3 separate regions of the Sus scrofa genome follow, and regions 2 and 3 are each linked to region 1. Evidence: chromatin contacts called from public promoter capture Hi-C and targeted proximity ligation data. All regions are on one chromosome and are shown on one strand. The core of a region is the stretch at or near the end of the contact, and the rest is flanking DNA. Distances in the headings are between cores, read along the strand shown.

Region 1 (2,706 bases), core at 128-2,627:
CCAAATACTCAATTAGTTATAAGAGCAGTGCTTTAGAAATGGCTTCCCCAAGCTACCCTACATGCATAGTTAATTATGAACTAAGACAATAGTCACTGAGGCCATCAAGCAACAATGACTAACAATTATAAACAATGTTACATTTATTAAGCAACTATAAACAATAGCAGATGACTAAAGATGTAAAGTCCAGTTTCAGCTAGTTTAAGGTGCATGGTGACGGCTTCTGAAATCAGTTGAAAGCATGGAGCTATTTTTGCATATAAAGACAGTTCATATTTATTTAAAATCAGTTTATTCCACTTTGCACTTCCTCCTATTAATGAGGGGTGGTAGCCAGGAGTGGTTTCAGATACAGCTAAATACTTCTAGCTGAACTAAGGACAAATTCCCCTTTCTAGATGTGCGACTCACCTATTTGTTTCTGGACTTGCCAGGCCCACAGATGCTCCCATTCATTTGGCTGTTCATCATCCCAATTAGTTACAATGGTTAGAATTTCAGTGTTCGAGTTCAAGAGAGGACTTCCTCTTCAGAGTTTGGGGAAGTAAGAAAGCAAGCTGGTAAAAACAAGTTCATGAGTTAAGTTTTTGCCACACCACCCTCCTGCTCCGCAGCAATACAAACTGAAACCAAACTACCCTATTCTTGAAAAGAATCTCATATTAGGAGACAGTTCCTGTGCACTAACACGCACATTTGCTACTTCTCCCGGGAGCTCACTGGGGATAAAATGCGTTCTCCCGTTACAGTTATTCCAGAGGAGGCAGATGAACGTTTTTGAATTTAACAGACAGGGGTGCCTTGCTGAGATTCCTAAAATCCCACTAGGTATTTTCCTTCCTCCAAGTCCAGCTTTGGCTGAATACCTAGAAAACTATCTTCTTCTGCCCCTTTATGAACCAAATCGTGCTGAATTACCTTTCTAGTTAGGTGAGAGCTCACCCTCTTTCAGGTGTCACACGGACGGAGAGATCGGAAGGCCGCGCAGACACCCGGCTCTCAGCAGCCCTCACCCGAGGCGGACGCCGCAGGTCGGAAGGAATGACCCCACGTCCCATCTGAGCCACCCTACTGGCGTGCCCCGTGCAGATTGCTGATGCCATAGTCCACAGATCAAGGGGCAATGACAAGTAAACAACAATAACAACCGTCAGCACGAACTGTCACTGCCGCTCAGGCGGGACGAGCGCAGACTCTTCGAACACCGGGTCCTCGCCCCCTTGCACGCCCACCCGACGTCAGCCGGAAGGAAAGACCCTCCTACCTACAGGGTCGCAGCGAACTCTCCTTCAGCGATTTAAATCCTCCAGAATTCGAATCCTTCTCCAAGGTCTCTCAGGTCCCGCCCACTCTAGCCCCGCCTTGCTGACTCGGATTTCGCACAGGCTCAGAAAGGCGAGCGCATTGACTCTTGGTATTGGTAGTTTTCTCGGGGCCTCTCTGCTCGGCAAGCGAGGAGAAGGGAGGCGTCACGGACTACAAGGTCCGGTGTCCTTCGAGCGGGGTGGGCGGTGAGAAGGATGGGGTTGGGGGGGTTGACCGGGGGTTTTAAACAATAGTTTGGAGGCTGTGTGAAGGGGGAATCCCCGAGTGCGTCACTGGCTGGAAGGAGGGCCGGGACTCGGTACCCCGCGCCGGGGCCCCCGCTCCGCGCGGCCTGGACACACCCGGGCGCAGTTTTCACTCCCCCTCCCCCTGTGTTTTCGCGGGACCTGCGTAGGCCCCGCGCGTGTTCATGGAAGGCGGAAACGGCTGGGGGGACCCTCTCCTTCCAAAGGGGTCTAATCCTCGCCGCCATGTCCGGAGGCTTCGAGCTGCAGCCGCAGGACGGCGGTCCCCGGGTGGCCCTGGCGCCCGGGGAGACGGTGATAGGCCGCGGGCCGCTGTTGGGAGTAAGTGTGGCGGGGGCTTTGCTGGTCGGGACGGCCGCGAGGTCCTGGCCGGCTCCCGAGGCCCCTCTCCCGGACCTTCCCCGATTTGCTAGCACGCCGGCCAGGCCTGTCTGGATTTTAGAAGTTTGGGGGCAGCACTTTTTCAGTCAACTCGAAGCAACTTTCAGACTTTTCCTTCTGTTGCCTTTAAAAACACTGACTTGGGGTATCATCGTTGTCCTTTTACGCGGGGGTCTGCAAACTGGCCCTGGCTCCAAATCCAGCCTGTTTTTTTGTATGAGGGCATATACTGAGAATGGTTCTCAAATTTTCAAATGTAAAGTGTAAACAACCTGAATTAGTCTTTCGTGGAGAATAATTGCTCTAAGAGTTGAGAATATTGCCTCTTGGCTTGGTAGGCCACAGTATTTGCAGTAGTATCTGACCCTTTACGGGAAAAGTTTGCCAACCTCTGATCTTAGCTGTTCTAGAATAATTTCTTTTAAACTTTTGGCCCATTTGCCAAACTTTTATTGTATAGTCTTTTTCAGTAATATCGATGGCCCACCGTTCTGTGTATGTAGTGTTCCAGGCATTGATCTAAGAACTTCACTTGTATCAACTTTAATCTTTTCTAAACCCTTTGAGTTAGGTACTCTTATTATCTTCATTGTTCAAATAAGAAAGTTGAGCTATAGATTGGTTATTTAAAGGGCACACTTAAGCTTTTGGACACCGAGTGCCGATAGGCTATGCATTCTTCCTCTGGGATGTTTAAGAGTTTGAAAACTTGCCAGTTACATTGCGGAATTTTGTAAATCTCTCCCTCAAT
Region 2 (2,700 bases), core at 17-2,516, 310 kb after region 1:
AAAAGCATAATTGGTAACTATGAAGAATTGCTTTCTTTGGACCCACCACCCATATTGGAATCGAGTATTCGATATTAGCCACAAAAATCTTGACTACTTGCATCCTATTAAACAAAGAATTACCTTGCTAGATCCTTAGATTTAGGACTTCATAAGGATCTAGGGAGGGGAAGAAAACACATTTTTCCCACTGATATCTAAGCTTGTGCTTTGCTCTTTGTAAGGACACAGAATAAGCCGGATCATTAATTGGGCCTTGCACACTTCCCGGAAACTATACACAGGGCTTCAAGGATACACACGTCACATCAAAGAAACAGAACTTTAGGAAGAATCTCGAAAACATACGTTTCCATTCTGTTTGAACACGTCTTACATCAGGTCCCAGAATGGAAACTCACCCAAAGGTTGAGGGAAACACAAACGGCCACTTTCTGTATTTTGTCTACTTTCATCATTTTCAGAAGCTGACAAATACTGTGGTCAATTAAAAGCCAAATGGAACTGAGGCCTATCTGGGAAAAGGGCAGAAGTATGGTGGTAGACTAACATTAACATCTTTTATGACCTGCCGTCCAAATTGAAAAATTTTAAAGGCCCAATGATGAGGTCAAAATGGCAGACACCCTACAACTCTGGATCAAAAGATATTCTTTAATCCCTTTTAATGCCATTTGGAAAATGAAGACGTTACAGAACACACTGTGCATTGTTTCTGTGTGTCTGTGTCCACACACACCCCTATACAGACGTTTTCACTCTTATCTGTATCCCTCCCTTGCATGGTCCATTTACCTAGTGCTTCTGAAAATGCAAAGCCAGATTTCATCAGTAAAACGTCAACCTACCTTCATTCTTGAAACTCCTAATGATGTTGGCAGAGGGCATGGAGGTCCGATCTGTGGCAAATTTATTGTAGAGTTCCAGCATGTACTCGGGGGGGTCGACCTTGGCTGAGTCCTGCATCGGGATGTCAGACAGGTTCAATGTCTTGAGAAACTCGTTCTTCATGCTCTGGAGCAGGCTGTTGAAGTCGACACCATCTTGCTCCGAGAAGACATCGTCAAAGAGTGGCATATCTTCTTCCAGAGGCGACTGCTCCAGGCTCATGATGGGGCTGCCAGAAACCCAGGGAGCCACCAGGCAGGAGAGCGCGCACAGCTGTAGGGCCAGGAAACCCATAGCTCTGCTCGAGCCCCCAGGCCAGCCCAGGAAGGTTTAGCGCTCCTGGGCTCTAAGTGGCAGTTTTATCTTGCAGAGCATAAATGTCTCCTGTCACTGGAGACAAGTTTGGAAACTTCCCTTCTCTCTCCCTCCCCCCGCCACTCTTCCCACACACACCCCCCAACACCAAAAGTCAGGTTGCAGTAATTGGATAACAAAATCCCCCATAGGGGCCTAGCCTTTCTTATCTCCCTAGTGTAAACTTGTGCACCAGATTTTGTTTCTATCTTGCAATCCTTTTTTCTTTTAATGAGCATTTTGTAAACATTTCCACATTCTGACACTGGCTGAGAGATAGGACAGTTTTCTTCTTGCAAAGGCTCTGCTTCTCCTCCTTTGAATCCACTTCCTTTTGGCAGAAGCACCTACATTTTGCTTTTACATGGTTCAGTGTCACACATGCAGATAATAGATATTAAGAATCGACATAATGCACATGGGTGGCGATACGGTTTAATGCAAGTGAGGGGCCTTTCATTCTCACATAAATCTCTCCGAAGAAAGACCAAATCTCCAGCGTTTTCAAGTTAAGTTAATAGATACAAATGAACTTACAGAAATCTTTAACCGCTGACATTATTAGAAAGAAGAGAGTAAAAACTTTGTCATCAATAGCCTTTTTTGTACAGACTTGATCTGGCTAAAATGGCTTTTGAAAAATAGGGCAAGTGCTTCATTATTACAGCAGCTAAGATTTATTAGGTGCTTTCCTACGAACAGGCAATGTGCTAAGTACTTTGTATATATCGCCAAATGTGCTTCCTATAATGACACTATTATTATCCCCATGGCATACATCGGTCACTAAGTTTCAATATGTTGCCAGAGGTCACAAAGTGACAAAGTGATGGAGCCAGGATTTGAATCCAGGCAGTCTGACACTTATGAAACAAGAAAACAATCAGACCTTTGCTTTTTTTAGGGCCGTACTTGCGGCATATGGAAGTTCCCAGGCTAAGGGTCGAATCAGAGCTGCAGCTGCCGGCCTACAGCACAGCCACAGCAATGTGGGATCCAAGGCTTGTCTGTGAGCTACACTGCAGCTTGTGGCTACACCAGATCCTTAACCAACTGAGCAAGGCCAGGGATCAAACCTGCATCCTCCTGGATACTAGGTGGGTTCATAAGCTGCGGAGCCACAGTGGGAACTCCCAGCAATCAGACCTTTTAACCAGTGTTCCCTGGGCTATAGCTCCAGCCCAGCCTTTTGCCCGGGCACCCACAGTTAGGAGAAGACAGGCAATAGCGTGTGGCTGGATGTGGACCTCAGGTCCTTCACTGGAATGACGAATTATTAAGATCACCAAAATCTCTGCTAAAGCCATCTTTACGGTTAAATCAAATTCATCACATGGCTTCAGTGAAAGCTTGGCAAACAACATATTAGGCAGGTGAAAAAGGCCAAAAGCTTTGATCTGAAAAACAGTGGTGGAATTGTGTGTCTGGTGCAGGGAAAGACACACCAAGGTCATCTCA
Region 3 (2,700 bases), core at 101-2,600, 340 kb after region 1:
TTGTCGGGGCGGGGGCTGCTGCAGGGATCCTTGACCCTCGAGTAGGAACACGGATGGAGATGTACTGGCTACAGCCACCAAGAATCTCCATTGGCCACACCCATCGGTTTGAACGGGCAGCAGTGGCTACACAGGGTGACTTGACCCAGGAGAACTTGGGTTTGGTCCTCCTTGACCTGCCCAAAGAGTTCCACTCTCCTTGTCCTTCCGAGGGCCCAGAACATCCCCTATTCACTCACAATTTATCAAGCACCAACTCTTGCCAGGCCACTGGGTAAACTGAAGTCCAAAAGAGAGGGGAAAGAGAGGGGAAGAAGGTCTTCTCAAGTCTTATCTCATTCCACTTACTTTGGGCTCTATCAGCTTCACCGGGGGTGTGCATGGGCTTAGGGAAGAATGGAGTGAGGTTATTTTTGCTTTTATGACTCTTCAAATTAAAGTGTTTTTTTGTTGTTGTTGTTTGTTTGTTTTGTGGTTGTGAACTCACAATGCTTTCCTAGGAAATGTTTGCTGTCTGGTGAAATCTTTTAAAATCCAGCAGTTTCTGATTCTGTTCACCAGATTGACTAAGGTTTCCCTCTTTTTCCCACCCCTGACCATGCTGGGCCCTCTGTTCTGGTGTTTTTCTTTTAGAAGCACAGCTCATGGAGACGTACTTCCTAGACAATGAGAATAACACCCCCATGCCCATCCTTGCTGTAGTGAATCCAGGTTCTGCGAGTTCAGAGAAAAGAATTCACAAAAGACTCAGAGGAGCTATAAGGCCTGTAAGTGTGTGTGGTGGGTGAAGGAATCCTGCCCCCTTTCCCAGACCAGAGCTCTGCTCCTGTGTGTGTGTGTGTGTGTGTGTGTGTGTGTGTGAACATCTGATCTCCACTGGCACAGAAACCATCTCTCAGGCCCCCCTGCACGCCTCCCTAAGTCAAAGCCCCGCCTTCCCAAAGAAATACCCCATTTTGCCTTATAAGGCAAAACTGAGGTTTCTAATTTCTCTCCTTAAAGCTGTAGGAAGTAGAATCAGCAGGTGCCAAGAGGCGTGGGCCAGGGTCACATTTCCACACTGACTCAGCGAGTCTTGTTAAGAAACAGGCCCCAGCGAGGATGCTCTAGGTGACGTGAAGGACAGTGAATGGTTGCCCGGTGCTGCCCGGTGCTTTTCCCTGCTTTGCCCATCCCCTGGGGTCAACAGACTATATGCCCTTGTCCTACTTGCATGTGGAGAAGATCCTTATGGGCCATGCAGCAGAACCCAGAACCGAGGGAGATGCCCTGGGCGGGGCCGCAGCAGGTGGGAGGTGAGGGGCGTGGCTGCGAGGCAGGCGGAGCCCGGTGGGCGGGACAAACGTGCTGGGCAGGAAGTTCCAGGAAGGGCATAAAGTCAGAGCAGGAGGCACCCTGGCTTGTGAGGAGAGTCAGATGGGGGGGAGTCTGGAGGCAGCAAAGAGATGGAGCTACAGGGAGGCCAAGGTCCAGGGTGGAGGAGAACTGAGAGGCCAGGTTAGGACCAGGCACGCAGCCATGCAGGACACTGCAGCTGGAAGAACTGGGCAGCTGAGTTCAGAGCCAAGTGAGCTGCTCTGGTGCAAGACTACGGTGGGGCCTGGATGTAAAATAAAGCCCCAATCATGAGGAAAGTGACAAGGGCTCCGTCACCAGAACCCTGGGTCACCGCAGGGTTGAGCCATTGGTTCAAGGCTGCTGGAATTAGCACGATTGATTCCCAATCCTGGGCCATGGTTGAGCATGGCTGTGGTCCTACTGCCCCACCAGATATGGACTGATCTCCGGGAAAAACCATAAGGTCCACACCTGCTTATCCTTGAATAGCCCCTCACTGACCTCCTGCTGCATCCTCCCTCCCCGATCCCTACCAAGAAACCCAGAGAGCTGTGATCACCTGAACCATGTCTCAGCTCCCCAAGCACACCCTCCACACCTTGGGCATTGACCCACCCGAATGTTCCCAGCAGGTCCCGCCGGCTTTAGAAGCCCCACAGACTCCCCGTTCAACCCCAGTCACCCCATCCCTGAAACAATTCTTTGTCCCTGTTTTCCCATCTCTGACTGACAAAAATTATTACCTGAGTGAAGGGGAGGGATTGGAGGGGAAACCTGGGTCGTGGGTGCCATCAGAAAGGAAATGAAGACAGTGACATTGGGAGGAGAGAAAAGGTAGTTGAGAGTTATGTCACAAAGCAAAATGCACAGCTTTAGGGGCTGGTAAATGAGTGAAGGGAGACAGAGACACGTGGAAGTGACGCCAGGAATTTGAACATGGGGGGATGCACACATTTTCCTGCTGTTGCTTTGGCTTTCAGTTTTTGGTAATCCTATATTCCTTTCGTTCCGTGTGAGGAAGGAAATCTGCAGTCTGCAGGGGGATGGAATGGAAAGAGCATTGAACTTGAACTGGAGGGTGTGGTTACCGCATCCTCCCAGACTGGCTGCGTGTCTTCCGGCTTCATTTCTTCATCTATAAAATGGGCAAAGGTCACCTTCCTCATCTATTCCAAGGGAAATGATGTGAATGAAATTTTTGTAAACTAAGTAAAATAGCTGTAAGATTTTATGTGCTGATGATTGCAACCTCTCTCTGCCACACTCTCCTCCTCAACCTCTTACTGGGTCTCTCGTGAGGGACTTGTTTCACCGCCTTTGCTCCTACGCCACCTTGTGGCTTTTTTGTGAGTTGCATATCAT

What was found. Promoter capture Hi-C pulls out the DNA fragments that hold promoters and counts their contacts.
Region 2: a promoter capture Hi-C map of fetal liver shows a contact between it and region 1, with 2.8 times the contacts expected there. A contact is called at or near these places in 1 of 5 promoter capture datasets (fetal liver), 2 of 47 Hi-C or Micro-C datasets (embryonic fibroblasts and omental adipose tissue) and 1 of 2 datasets of targeted methods (alveolar macrophages).
Region 3: a contact with region 1 is called in a targeted proximity ligation map of alveolar macrophages. A contact is called at or near these places in 2 of 5 promoter capture datasets (fetal liver and fetal skeletal muscle), 10 of 47 Hi-C or Micro-C datasets (blood, embryonic fibroblasts, fetal heart ventricle and 6 more) and 2 of 2 datasets of targeted methods (alveolar macrophages and skeletal muscle).

What each region holds. Positions count from the first base shown.
Region 1 is chr3:73,829,970-73,832,675 of Sscrofa11.1, reverse strand. FBXO48 (F-box only protein 48) reads right to left here and starts at 1,377. Exons shown (of 4, transcript XM_021087420.1): 1 at 1,268-1,377; 2 at 415-560. It overlaps APLF (aprataxin and PNK-like factor), which reads left to right and starts at 1,518. Exons shown (of 10, transcript XM_005662500.3): 1 at 1,518-1,895. The coding sequence starts at 1,800.
Region 2 is chr3:73,518,470-73,521,169 of Sscrofa11.1, reverse strand. It overlaps BMP10 (bone morphogenetic protein 10), which reads right to left and starts at 1,266. Exons shown (of 2, transcript XM_003125070.4): 1 at 849-1,266. The coding sequence starts at 1,182.
Region 3 is chr3:73,486,216-73,488,915 of Sscrofa11.1, reverse strand. No RefSeq gene overlaps it. Among named protein-coding and RNA genes, the nearest start is that of GKN3, 19 kb to the right of the region's middle.